Regions from separate parts of the Rattus norvegicus genome. Here region 1 is linked to region 2. Evidence: chromatin contacts called from public Hi-C data. All regions are on one chromosome and are shown on one strand. The core of a region is the stretch at or near the end of the contact, and the rest is flanking DNA. Distances in the headings are between cores, read along the strand shown.

Region 1 (6,968 bases), core at 3,024-5,523, 230 kb after region 2:
ACCACCCAGCAGGGCAGTGTGGGGATGTGTAGGGTGCTGGGCACCTCACATCTGAGTAGGGATCAGGTGCACAGTGGGGGTGCATGGGGGCACAGGGGCCCATCACCACCCCTTGCCACACATTTCCCCTCTTGAGCTACCCAGTGACCGCTTTATATCTCAGTTTACATTAGACATTGAGTTCTACTGAGTAGGGCTTCCTCAAGTATAGGAAAATAGAAATTTACTTTGTGTGAGATTCTTGAATAAATAATTTATTCAGAGCTAGGAATGAGATTTATAAAATAAGAAGTAATTATGTCAGGTCACTTTTATGCCACATTATTTTAATTGCAAAAGAAAAAAAAAGCGTTTCTATGTGAAAGAACACAGGAATCTAGAGGTAGGAAGTAGAAGAGAGCTACCGCGCACACCTCTGTGCGTGGCTCCTCTCCGTGGGGCCTTCACACTTAGGTTCTCACAGTAGGTTTTAACAGCTCTCCTGGGGTGACCCCAGCATGATATGGTGTGACCTTGGCACACACTGGCCCTGCAGCTGGGATGCTGTGTCCTACAGAGCCGTGACCTAGGCTCTGCTGCCTCTAGAATCGTCCATGCTCCCGGTTAGGCTCAAATCATGGAAAACTCTATTTGCTACCAGGTAACTGAAGACCCAATCTGTCCGTAGCCTGTCCTGGCTGGCCATCATACGGGGGTCCTAACCATCGAGGTTTTGTGACCTAGAGGCACGCAGTAGGACTGCTCCACAGTCAGAGCACAGTCTTCCTTCTGCTCCCCCCTTGGGATCTGGTGGGTAGGAACCACTGACCGCTCAGAGAGCCTCACGGGATGGAAAGAGTTGTGAGCAGGTACCGTGCTTGGAGCGCGCCACCTAAGGCGGATTATCCGGTACCCCTTCCAGCTTCAGACATGTTTGACAAGTTAAACATTCAGGTTGAAGCTGGTGGGACAGTGTGAACCTTGGAACGCTGCAGACCAGACATTGGTGTCTCGACAGGCAGGCCTGGGTGCTCCTGGTATCTTGGGGCTGAACCCCAAAATGCTGCTGAGCACCCGTGAGGCACAGGGTGGCACCCAGGGCCCTGGAGCGGACACCTGGACCTCCTGTGCTCAGACTCGCCCCAGGTGCCTTGTTGCTTCCACTCAGGATTAGGGAGGAGTAGAGGGGGGGAGGAGGGGCTGTGGCTGTCAGCTCAGTGTGCTAGCCTGGTCCAGCAGGTTGCTCTGAAGAGCCTCAGGGCCTCGAGCAGAGAAGGTGCAGGCTCATCCCACAGCACACATCCACCACGGCTGCATCCAGAGCTCTGACAGCTATGGCCCTGAGCTGTTCACCCAGGTGTGTGTGTGTGTCCTTGACACACTTGAGAAAGAGACAGAATAAGAACATAGCCACTGTGGGTTCCACCTGATTCCCAGCAGACCTCAAGAGGCTGTGTGTCATTGCTTAAGTGAGACCCACTTGTGTCTCCGTGTCAGGAGCCCTGTCGTGTCCTTGTAGGTGTCTCCGTGGTTCTCGTCCTGCGGGGCTTGATCTTCGAGGCATGAAGGTCCTAGCAGAACTCCCTAGTGACACATGCCATCTTGGATCTCCTCAGATCACCACCTGCCCCCCTGAAAGGGAGCCCTCCCAGGCTGCATTGCAGGCCCACCTTCGGGTGAAACGCATTGGGGCTCCTTAGAGAAACGGTCTCATTTTACCCCAGTACCACACCTTCCCCACAGCTCCTGCACTTTCTAGAAAGAAAAACACACATGTTGGTGTGCTCTTACTCTTGTTTTTAAGTCGAATTTTTCCTAATGGAGATGGGGAGATGATTTAGTTTGTTTTTAAGTACATTTTGGTTATAAAGTATAGCAAAAGTATATCCCATATACACCAAAAACCATGCATTACATCTAGCTTTCCATGTCAGATAACAGGCTGCCCAACCAGGAAGTGAAGGTTACATGTATAGATCATCTGAAACTACAGGGGCTGGTCCTGCTTAGACCTGACCTAGGCCCAGAAAGGAGGGGGAGCCTGGAGGCACCCTGTGGTGAGGAGCCGGCATGGGACATGTGCCACCTTCCCCTGCACTCAAGACATGGCAGCTCGAACAGCCCAAATGTGACCAGACAAAAAGGAAACAAATATTGATTTAAGACATAAGCCCTTTGAGCCTCTTCCCAAAGGTCCCCACAATGGTAGTTCATGTCCAGGACCTAAATGTCACAGACTCAGCAGAAAGCTTGACACACCAAGAGCCTGATGGAAATGTCTTGGCTACCTCAGCAGGTGAAGAACATGAGTGTCTGTGTTCAGAGCATGCAGCTAAACCTGAAGTTTTAAGTCCATACCGCAGTATCCCTCAGGATTACTCAGACCGCCGTCACAGGGCTGCAGCTACACAGCAGGAAGACATTGTGGCCGGGAGCCTTGGCTGGGCTATCTTGTTTCTGCAGAGCCGAGACTCTCCACTTAGATGTAGGCAGCGTGAGTGTGGCGTCCACGCCGTTAGCCACTCATGATGTCAGGAGGTAGCACGTCTCCTAGCGAGAGACACCAAAGAACAACTTTAAAGCTGAATCTGAGTCTCTCACCATTCTGTTTCGAAGCTTTTCCTTTAGTAATTAAAACCTGTCTAAGAGCGCAGGCCCCCATCTTGTAAGGCATTGCTCTCTGTTTATTTTATCACCCAGCTCCTCTTGCCTCCAGACTGTACGTGCTGCTTGGTTTTTAAACTTTAGTTTCAGACAGGTGCACCAGGGGCGGGCAGCCACCAGAGGGTCAGGAACGTGGGGTGAGCTGCACGTCACCCTGCCCCAAGAGTAAATACACACAGTGCAGGAGCAGCTTGTCACTTCCAAAAGACTCCAGAAATGTCAGCTCCTCCACTCGGAACTTTGCTCCAGAGAGAGAAGTAAAATGAGCTGAAATTCAAACCTGTCACGTCCTCGAAATCAGGGAACCTCTCAGAAGATCCCTTCATGCTCCCTCATTCCCCAGACTGCACCGGGAGAAGGGCAGAGTGTATGCGTTCAGTGTGCACAGCTTGTATGTGTCCTTGTCTCTCGGCACATCTGTCGTGTGACAGTCTCCCCAAGGCTGAGGGGGTGGCCACCCACTCTGCAGCTGTGAACTGCTCCACACTGGGGCTACTGGGGTCATGTGGCATTGGGAAATTGGAATTAGGAAGCCTCTGACCCGTCAGGGACCATGAATGAGGGAGTTCGTCCCATGGTCTGACCGATCATGGCTGGCTCCTCAGTGCACTTTCCGCTCAGCCGCTGGGGGAATGTCCACATCTCTGTGGTAGTACCTGTTCGTTCTGTTTGCTGTTTGAATGGCAAGTGCCCAGCCTCAGAAGCACTTAATTGTCGCCACAGCAGGCGCTGATGGTACACAAGGAACTGATGGGCCATTCTACTGAATGGAACGCAGTAGGTTAAAAGCACAGTTTGAGGAATGTTCACGGAATAAGCCCCTAAAAGCTGTTAGCTTTTCCAGGCTTTGGGTTATGTACTTTTAATTTGATTTTAGAGTTTGGACACTTTACATGAATGTAATTCAGCCAAGAAACGTGTTGCTAAGATACAATCCTCAGTGTTCTCTGTATGTATATTTATGTATATACCACATGTTACAGCCTGCATGAGCTTCCTCACACCGAGCCCAGCCGGAACTGAGCATGAAATGCTGTCACATGTAGACAAAGGACTGAGATGTTCTCAATAAAGACTAAGACGTTTCACTACGACTTGCCTCGGACATTTTCCTTTTCACCGTGTCCTTGCTCCCACCGCTCTTGATCACGATTTGAAAGGTGTGGGCAGCTGCCGCCCGAGAGCTGCCGGCCTTGAGTGTGTCTGGATGTGTAACCTCCTGTACACCACACCGAGGGCTCGGCGGATTCTTCCACCTCTGCTACAGGGTGCTGTAGAGGAAGGACCTTCATGATCCCGGGAAAGATGGCTCCAAGACTGTTGTAATGTGGTCTCGAGAATGTGTGTGTGTGTGTTCTGTAAGAGAGCAGGGGAGTGAATCTACAAGGACGGAGGTAAAGCTGTGGAACCTAGCATGGCTTTTCCTGTCCCGTTGAAAACACCTATTCAGTTGATGTTTCCGTAATTAAATATGAAATAAATATAGGAATGTTTTTAAAGAGTCACAGTCATACGCACCAGGTATCTTTTAAAAACAGCAGCACAGAGACATGACCTGCCCCTCTGTTTTGGAACTGGTCAGGGAGTAAAACCAGTTAGTTCAGCTGAGAGTTTCTCTACGAAGTGAAACACGTGTGCCTTTGGTTGTTTATCTCAGGCTGAAAACAGGGGAGCCAAAGTGGAGGCATACAACGGTTAACCTGGGTGACCTCTCCACTCCTTTCATGCCCTCTCCAGGGTCAGAAGGCTGCTTGGGTAGGTCTCAGGTAACTTGCTTCTCCACTTGTGTCTTTTATTTTGTGTGAACAAACTGAATGTTCTTTATAGTATCAAAGATACGGGGCTGGAGAGATGGCTCAGCAGCTAAGAGCACTGACTGTTCCTCCAGAGGTCCTGAGTTCGATTCCCAGCAAGCATATGGTGGCTCACAACCATCTGTAATGGGATCCGATGCCCTCTTCTGGTGTGTCTGAAGACAGCGACAGTGTACTCATATATATAAGTAAATAATTCTTTTTTAAAAAAGAATACCAGAGATGTACAGCTACTTGACTTAACATTTTAGCAGTCTGTTTACCACTCTAGCTGGCAGTTGAGCCTGGGAGAATGGATCCTAAAAATAAGGTATACTGCAGTCTCAGGCAAGAGCCAACTTTACTCAGAGCACCAGACGGTGCACACTCTCGAGTTAAGAATGGTCACGTGAGCAAAGTTCTCAGGAGTTCAAGCTGAATATAATCACAGTGACACGTGGCAAAAACATGTTCTTTATAATCTGAAGTAAACTCACGCCTCTACGCCTGGGAGGAACACAAAAGAAAGTTCTGTGGTTTTGAAGAAACTGAGGTCACAAGACTCTGGTCTTGGTGTTTTTTTTGTTGTTGTTGTTGTTTGTTTGGTTTTTTTTTTTTGGTTGTTTGGGTTTTTTGTTGTTTTAATTTTCTCACAAGCACTCAGAATTCCCCCTCACACGACTCCATTCTTGGACTGTGTTCGAACAGCAACCCATCCCTTCCTTTTCTGTAAATACGAAGGAGTATTTGATGAGGATGCTAACAGATAAGACAAAGGCTACGATACAGTTAGAGTGCTCGCCTCATGTGGGAGAAGCCCTGAGTACCATCCTCAGTCCCACAGAAACTGGAGGGAGGAGAGAGAACACCCGTGCAAACAAACACCTAGGAGTGGTAAGCGGGAGGACTCGAGTCCTCTTCTCATTCTTCCCGGTGCATAACCTGAACGTTCACCTGTGGGTTTCATGAGGTTGTTACAAATTAAGACTCCTTTCCTTTGGATGAGCCAAGTCGCTGTATTAGATCCACATGTTTAAAAACCTGACCTCCTCACCCTCAGTAATTTCTTTCTTCCAGGCCATCTACTATAATTCATTTCTCATGGTTGTCTTTTCCAGTGTCCCTAGAAAAGCTTGCTAACACCCTTGTTTCTTTCTACTAGGAAAGTAGGTCAGGTTTTTTTCTGATAGAAAATAGGTCTGACTTGGTTCACCGGTGTGACAAGAAGGATTAGGTCACATGGAGGACATGTGCCATAAATAGAAGGTGCTAAGTCTGCAGTCACACAGTTGCAACGAAAGTACATTTGAAATGATGGTGCAAGGGAGGCATCTTATCAATATTAAATTGGCTGGGGATGGGAGGAGCACTGAAATTTGCATCTCAATGTCCCAGACCCCTTCTGAATATATGAGGCTTAACAAGGTGACAGTCACAGGTAATTGGCAGTCCCTTGATAAGTGGTGTCATAAATACCATGACAGATCCTTCAGCCTGCCAAGTGCGTTCTAATCCTTTGCTTTAAAACACTTGAATAAAAAAAACCTCACTGATTTGACAGATGACAAAGCCCTAAAACCGTTCTCATGACTTTAAAAATTTTTAAAGCACCAGATTGGAAGGATATTACGTAGAAATTCAGAACACCATGGAGATCATTGCTCTGGGTTTGTTTTTTTTTTTTAATTAATTCAGTTTTCTTAACACACCCACAACAACAAAGCTAGACTATAACCGAGGCTACACTCTGCCACAGAGAAACGGGGACCTCGTGATCCTTTGCTATAAGTTGGAAAAGCCCGGATCAACCCATTAGGCGGTACTAGGTCAATGAAATTTCATTTCCGCCTTACCTGTGTTTTTGAAAACCTGTGATGTGGGGGCTGGAGAGATGGCTCAGTGGCTAAGAGCACTGACTGCTCCTCCAGGGTCCTGAGTTCAATTCCCTGCAACCACATGGTGGCTCACAGCCATCATAATGGGCTCTCATGTCCTCTTCTGGTGTCTCTAAAGAGAGCGACAGTGTGCTCACATAAATAAAATACATAAATAAATCTTTAAAAAAGAAAAGAAAAAGAAAAACAGCGATGTGTGAAAATAATGTGATTCCAGACTATTATTAACAAAGCCTTTGACCAGACTAAATTTAAGTTTTGATTCATAAGACATTTTATAGTAGAGAAATTAGGATGACTACAACTTTAAGAAGAAAGGGAACATTATATGGTGTCAACTTCTCTGTCCAGGTGAAGTCTCCATTCAAGAAAGTCAGCTTTCTGAAGGGCCAAGAACCTGTTCTCCTGCTAAACAGAGGCAGAAGTGGACAGTGGTGTGGGGAGACGCCCCCTAAATCAGATCCCAGCAGACCAGTCACTCATCCCTCCAACACATGTTTTGAAGCTGTTTCCTAAGCAAGAGCTGGTTGCAAGGAGAGCCAGAGCGGTGACCCCAAAGCCAGGAAGGAGAAGAGGTGCAGGCAGAGAACATGTCCTAGAGCCAGGTAGGGCTGCATAAGAGGAAGAGGCTGGGATG
Region 2 (6,690 bases), core at 3,222-5,721:
CCCCCTGGTTTCAGAGCAGTGCTGTGGGTGCTTTACCGTATGCACACTGCAACGCCCCCTGCCCCTTGTCTCATACTTGCCAGGGTTGAGTCAGAAATAACTCCACACTTCTGGCCCAGGGACTGAGGTGTCTAAAGGTGGAATGGCCATGTGCACGTCACGCCTGCCCTACCATGTGCACGCACGGCCTGCCATACCGTGTACAGGCTTGTAGCCCCGGGACGTGGTATGGCCTGTGTCCCTGTAAGTGCTTGGCCCGTGGCATCTCTCATCTTTCTGTCGGTGCCCTGGGAGCCAGCCCCCTTCCCGCCCCCCTGAGTTCGTCTTCCTGTGGCGGGCAGGATCTCCACCTGGGAGGTGCTGGGCTCTGCAGCTGTGCCCTGGGGCTTCTGACTTAGGTGATTTCAGCTCTTGCCCTGAGAAACAGGCCACAGTGGTCTAGAGATCCCCTACCCCTGGCTAATGTCCTATGGGATAGAGGGTCTCCCTGTAGGACCCTGAACTCCCATATGGAGTGCTTTGTGATTCCCCTGCCCTTTGGCAAGGGTTGAAGGAGCTGTGGCCGCCACCAGGAGCCGTCTTTCTCCCACCCCACCCTGCACATGGTGTATTACCTGGTGTGTAGTCCGCTTGAGCTGGTGCAATGAGCCCAGCATGCTGCCGCCTAGCAGATGGTCACAGCATGCTGTCTGCCTTCACTGACCTTGGGCACGAAGCTAAAACTCGACAGTGTGCTGTCGTTTCTCTGTGCCCGCTCACTAGAAGACTGCAGCAAACAAACCACTCCATTTCCAGATTATCATCTCGACTCTGGTGTGAGCAGGATGAGGCAAGCCCTGCGAGAAGAGCCAGGGTGGGGTAGGCGCTCCCAGAATGAAGGCTGTGAGAGCATGCAGACAGCCCTGCCTGCCAGGCGCTCTTGGAGATCGCTCTTGGTCATGGTGCAAAGGCCACTGGGAATTGTTGGGGAAAGAGGTCATTAGGAGCCCTAGGCTGGGCGATGTGGTCCCAGGAGACCCAGAATGCACTTACACAGTCCCCTCAGGCATCACGATAGGTTCCTGACCTTCCCTCTGCTTAGCCAAATGAGTGCAATGCAGGCTCCCCCTCTTCTGAGCAGCAGCCCTCCATGTGGGCTCATACTCTGGCCAGCAGAGGGCAGCAGAGCCTCATTTCCTTCTTAGGTCCTGGGACAGACAGAGGACCTGGGGGAAGCCACTTCCTCCTGTGTGTAGAACCCTAGGAGGATGAGTCTCTTTAGGAATTTGTTTAAAAGGCTGCTGTGAAGTCAGGGCCATGACAGCCCATAGGACATGCTCGTCACTGTTTCCACTCAACCACAGGCTTAGCCTGCGCACATACCAGGGAGTTACGGGAACACGCTCTAGGAGCAAGTCACAGCAAGAGTTGACCTTGGCTGCAGTGTGTGTGTGCTGGCTGCTGGGCTGTGACAGTGCAGGAGGAGGAGGCACTCTTCGAAAGTGCTAGGCTGACATATTGGTGTTCAAATCTTGTTGAGACACCGACTCACAGTTAACAGTTACAGGCCAGTAACTGTTTCTGTGTGTGTGTCCCTTCCAGTGACGTTCCTTGGGACCCTGGTTACCTAGTTGTGGAGTGTGAAAGGGAAGTGTTTGTCTGTGCAGCAGGGAGCCAGCCAGGGCCAGGTTCTGTCCCACTTCTTCCTGCAGCTTTAGTTTAAGATGCCTGTCGGGGCCTGTCAGACTCTCACCAGAGCTCGAGCATAGAGGTTGGTAATGAAGCAAGGCCACATCTGTGATAGCCACAGGAGCACGTTCCAAATAGCATGACAGGCCACACTTTGATCAGGCTAAAGGTGCCTGTTTTAAGGCTGTTTAAACAGTTTAAGCACGAAGCCACAGAACCTGTAGTAGAGCGTGTGTGTGGGCTCACCACTTGCGTGCCCACTGTGCTCTGTGGTGGGCCGTGTTGAGTGCCCACTTCCACCCAGTAGGGATTGCCCTTCTGTGCTGGCGGTCAGGCTGGGACTGCTATGGAACCTGTATCCGTAGACCCCAGGAAACAGGATCTAGTGGATAGGGCTCCTGGGGTCCTGGCATGCTATAATTGGATATGGCTCCTCCCTGCCCCACTAGAGGCCTGGCCTTGGCTCTGTAAGTATGGAGCCAACCCTGTAGCAGAGGCTTGACCATTAGGGTCCAGCCTCTACTTAAGAGTTGTATGAAAAGTAAGGGATAAGCATCATTAGGACCCTGCCTTGGTGACCTGCTGAGCCTGGTTCAGTGTGACTCCTGTATGTGATGTTATGTTAACTGTCCACCATGTTCACGTGGGGCCTTATGCGTGTTCCCTGGTCTATTCAGAGCCACACGCCCATTTGCTCTCAGGACCCACCTGGTCCTTTAGCCTTGGGTACTCAGAGAGTCCTCACTGCTTTGTCCCAGGCCATTTCACCTGGTGACAGGTAGCTTCAAAGAGACGTCATTTCTCCTCATACGCTCTTGTTTGCGACCAGAAGACTCAGGAGCTCTTCTGTCCTTACAGGTTGTCCCCAGCTGCTGGGGACCTCCAAGGGAGGTGACCTCATGCCTACCACCAGGATATTGAAGGCTGTTTAGCTGTCTAGGGGCATCTGTTCCCTGCTTGGGGTGTTTGGGACACTCGTTGGCCTGAGGAGGACAGGCAGGAGTGGGTGTCACCTGAGCATGTACTGTGGACCAAGTGGCTGGGCTATTTTGGGTCCTCAGCATATTTCTGCTGTTCGAGGAGCTTGACTGGCAGTGTCCCACTGAGGCTCTCGGCTCCTCGCTACGTCATCCATCAGCAGCTGGGCTAGAGGGCAGCTGTAGGTTTTGAGATAAAATGGGGGCTGTGAGGGGATTGTACAAGAAGTAGAAAGGCTTGCTTGTATGTGCTATGTGCAGATGTCACCGTTCAGTTAGCAGATCCTTTCCTATGACCTTGACCTTTGACCTGGCTGCCTCCCGTCGGATACCCCTGTCCTGTGTATTTCCCAGACTCCACAGGGAGATGCCATCGTTTTAGGGCCTTGGCAACCCCAGGGACTTTGTAGGGTTCTCCTGGCCCACTCACTGGTACCCAGGTGCCTTCCTGAGCCACTGCCTCTGCCCACAGCCAGGAAGCAGAGAGGGGTGGATATTTGAGTTCAACTCACTCTCCTTTCTGCAGTCCGGGCTCCAGGCCTTGAGTGGAAGGGGAAGGCGTGGCCTGTGTTTAGGGGGTTAGGTCGTTCCTCCCACCTCCTTATCCTCATTAGACAGTCCTCACCCTTTCTCCCGTTTACGCTTAACTTCGTGTCTTATTGCCAGTCTATGTACAGCACACATATGTACACGTGCACAGGTGCAAGCACACGAGCTGCCTCATGTATCTGGAGGTCACACGGCAACGTGAGAGAGTTGACTGCTGCCGTCTGCTGGTCCAGGGTTCAAACACTGCAGCTTGAACTGCCAGCACTGAGGCTGCCTGACCTCTCCAGCCCACTTGCTTTTTTCCTGAAACAGAGTCTCACCCTGGTGCACACTGACCTTGAACTCACAGCAGTCTTGCCCCGGCCTCTCCAGCACTGCTTATCCGAGCTATGTTGTCATAGTACTGAAAAGCTGACCAACACAGAATGCTTGCCCCTGTCCCTCGTTGCTGTGGCTACTGAGCTTCCCCAGAGGCCTGGTGGTGACATCTCCATCTCTCTCTGGTGCTGGGAAATCCCAGTGCAGGGCTAAGGTCACTGCTGTTCTCGCCCTTCCTGTCTGTCCAGTAGCCTTGCTTGCTCTGTGGCAGTTGGCTTAGGTCTTGCTTTGTTGCACGTTTTCTTTTAAACGTTTTGCTCCCTCAGGCTCAGCACCCGTTCCAGGTTCCAGTTCTCTGGTAAAGAAGCTGGGGCGGGGCTGGGGATTTAGCTCAGTGGTAGAGCACTTACCTAGGAAGCACAAGGCCCTGGGTTCGGTCCCCAGCTCCGAAAAAAAGAACCAAAAAAAAAAAAAAAAAAAAAAAAAAAAAGAAGCTGGGGCTGAGAGGTCCTGCCCCAGTACAGCAGTTGCTACTGTCAGGCCTCAGACATGCTTGCTGGGCCCTGTCTCCTTCCTTCATAGGACGAGGGCCTCGGCCAATGCTGCGACAACTGGTAGTCAGGGAGAAGCTGGAAGCAGCAGCACTTCAGAGCTCCATTGTCCCCCAGCTAGGGCTGGGCTGCTGTTCTGTCACAGTGGCTCCTGGGAAGCTCCCTTTGTTTGGGCAGCAGCCACAGCTCATTCTGTGTACCTACTCCAGCCAGCACAGGCCTGCTCTGGTCTCCAGCATCCCTGTCACCATCATGGAGGTTCTCCATGCCTGTCTGGTTACTGCCTGCTTCTGGGCCTGTCTTTCTGCCCACAGGGAGTAACCGTCAGTCAGCCTGTGCAGAGTCCAGTGAAGTGAGGGTGAATGCAGTGCCAGGCAAGCGGGATCCGAGGGCTGTGTCAGGGCTCAGCTTCTGCATGACCTCAGCATTCCAAACCCTTTGCATCTGCAAGAACAGCCTGTTCGGTTCTGTCTCTGGAGCGACGGAGGGCTAAAAAGGTCACATTCTAGCTAGCGTTCTCAGTTAGCTCGTTCCGAAATCCTTCTGTGTGGTGCTGGGTATGTTATTGCTAGAGCTGGTCTCCACTGACCTTGGTGTTATTTTTACTTTGGAGTAATTGCAGAGTTACCAAAAGTTGAGAGAATCATCTGGAGAGAATTACTTCCTGTCCCCTGGGATGTCCTACCATTGGGTACTTCTGTGTGGCCTCCCCCCCCCATGCTGCCCCCAAACTGTCTTGGCTGTGCCAGGCCCATTTTTCTTACAAGTTTCCATGCACCTCAGAAAATCCCCAAGTCCCACCCCAGCCTGACATCCCACACTTAGGCCCGTTGTCACCTCACTTGTGGTTTGACATTGCTTCTAGTCATGTGACATCTGCCTAGGTATGCACTGGAGTGCAGTGGAGTGCATTGGATGCTCCGTCTGTTGGACCAGCTGGAGGAGTAGCTACTGAGCCCTGGGCCCTCTTACCCCAGCCAGGCCCAAGCTGTGCAGCCCCAGGCTAGAAGCATGGGCACCAGACCCCAGCACCGTGACCCTAACTGCGTCACCAGCTGCCGAGGCTTTGTGCCCGCTCCCTGAACAAAGGCTGGGCTAGCTTACCAGGATCTCCAGCTTCTCCTCACAGGACTTGCTTCTGCCTTGTTTATCCTTAAACACACAGGTTCTCCATTGCACAGTCCAGGAACATCTAAATGTTTGAAATGGCAGGAGACTGTTTTCTACAGATGTTCTTGGAAGCTAAAACCATGTTCTCTCTGTGGCTAAAACCATGTCAGCCCTGGGAAAGGCAGTTAAGGCCAAGGGCATGGACCATCTTTGTGTCGCTGTGGGACAGACTAGCAGCAGAGATTCCAGTGACCTGATCCCCACCCAGCCGCCCAATGCCCAGTAACCAGTGAGGGGCTCCTCTTCCTGCCTCGTAGTTCCTCAGTTCCATGCTTAGGGCAGGGCTGCTGCTCTGGCTGGGCAGTGTCCCTAGCTGACTCCAGCTGTCCTAGGACTGGGCTGAGGCCATCCTTAGAGAAAAGAAGCCTAGCTAGCATTGTCCCGGCCCCCTCAGAGCCAGCCCATCTGTGTCGTCAGTGCTTTCTGCTCACACAGCCCCGGTTGTCTATGCCCCATAGTCAGTCAACTTCTGGTTAAATTGGACAGGTCCAACTGATGTTCCCACAGAGCATGCAGTGGTAGCCTTGGGTTTTTTCCTTTGAGAAGAGGGACCATGTCATCTGGCTCCTGGTGCAGATATATCTCCACTTGTGTTCTCTTTTTTTTTTTTTTTTTTTTTTTATTTAGAGAATACTTTATTAGTTTTTGTAATCAAACCCACGTATATAAGACCTTACATATTTAATACAGTGTGTTACCCCTGTACAAATGGAAAAAACTTAAGTTCAACATTTCTAGACCAATATGGCTGTTAATTTCTGTACAGTGCCAACTCAACACAGTAAACGGGGATACTTTTTTCGAAAGTTGACAGCACAGGTAAAGTTTCAAAAAATTCAAATTATATATCTGTATATATATATTTATATTTATATAAAAAGACCAATAATAGCAGTGTGTTATGCATCAACAGCAGCAACAGCTTTTCCAGGTTCTGCAGTCATCTGACCAAAACTGTAGAGACATCCAGCACACTCCATTAAAAAAAAAAAGTAAAAAAACAAAACCCGAGAAAACAGCACAGTTCTGTTACTCTTGTGGTACCTGGCACCATTTTTTTTTAAATTAGCTTCTCAATCATCATCTGGAAAGAAAACATTCTGAGCAACATCATTAAAAACAGCTCTGATAAAGCACGGTCACTACTACGTATCATAAAGCAGGTACAAGCTATTTTACATCCACAGAGGTATGATACAGTACTGTCCTACATCTATAATACTAGAGGATACAATTTAAAAGGCATTATTTGAGACTTGATTCTACTTTTCCAGCAGAGGGCCCAAAGGATGGTGTGACACAGCTTTGTAAAGAAACATACTCTAGACAGGATTTCCTTTCACTAGTGGCACACTTCTAAGGATTCATTCTCTCCATGAATGTCAGCTAAAACCGTTATTAAAAAAAATGAAATATCCCTAGAACAAAACCGTATAACCACCGGATTCACATGAAGA

Evidence for each region. Hi-C and Micro-C count contacts between places; a contact is called where the count stands out from the background.
Region 1: a Hi-C map of psoas muscle shows a contact between it and region 2, with 5 times the contacts expected there. The contact joins two enhancer-like sites. A contact is called at or near these places in 11 of 12 Hi-C or Micro-C datasets (the A7r5 cell line, the Rat2 cell line, Schwann cells and 6 more).

Annotation. Positions count from the first base shown.
Region 1 is chr20:11,346,683-11,353,650 of GRCr8, forward strand. Adarb1 (adenosine deaminase, RNA-specific, B1) reads left to right here. Exons shown (of 11, transcript NM_001111055.1): 11 at 1-3,734. Among named protein-coding and RNA genes, the nearest start is that of Trnaa-agc36, 8.6 kb to the right of the region's middle. Within about 2 kb of position 4,274, at least 3 of the 93 cell types and tissues checked have an H3K27ac peak or open chromatin away from gene starts, as enhancers often do.
Region 2 is chr20:11,120,165-11,126,854 of GRCr8, forward strand. All of the region lies in intron 2 of Slx9 (SLX9 ribosome biogenesis factor), which reads left to right. Among named protein-coding and RNA genes, the nearest start is that of Slx9, 9.3 kb to the left of the region's middle. Within about 2 kb of position 4,472, at least 47 of the 93 cell types and tissues checked have an H3K27ac peak or open chromatin away from gene starts, as enhancers often do.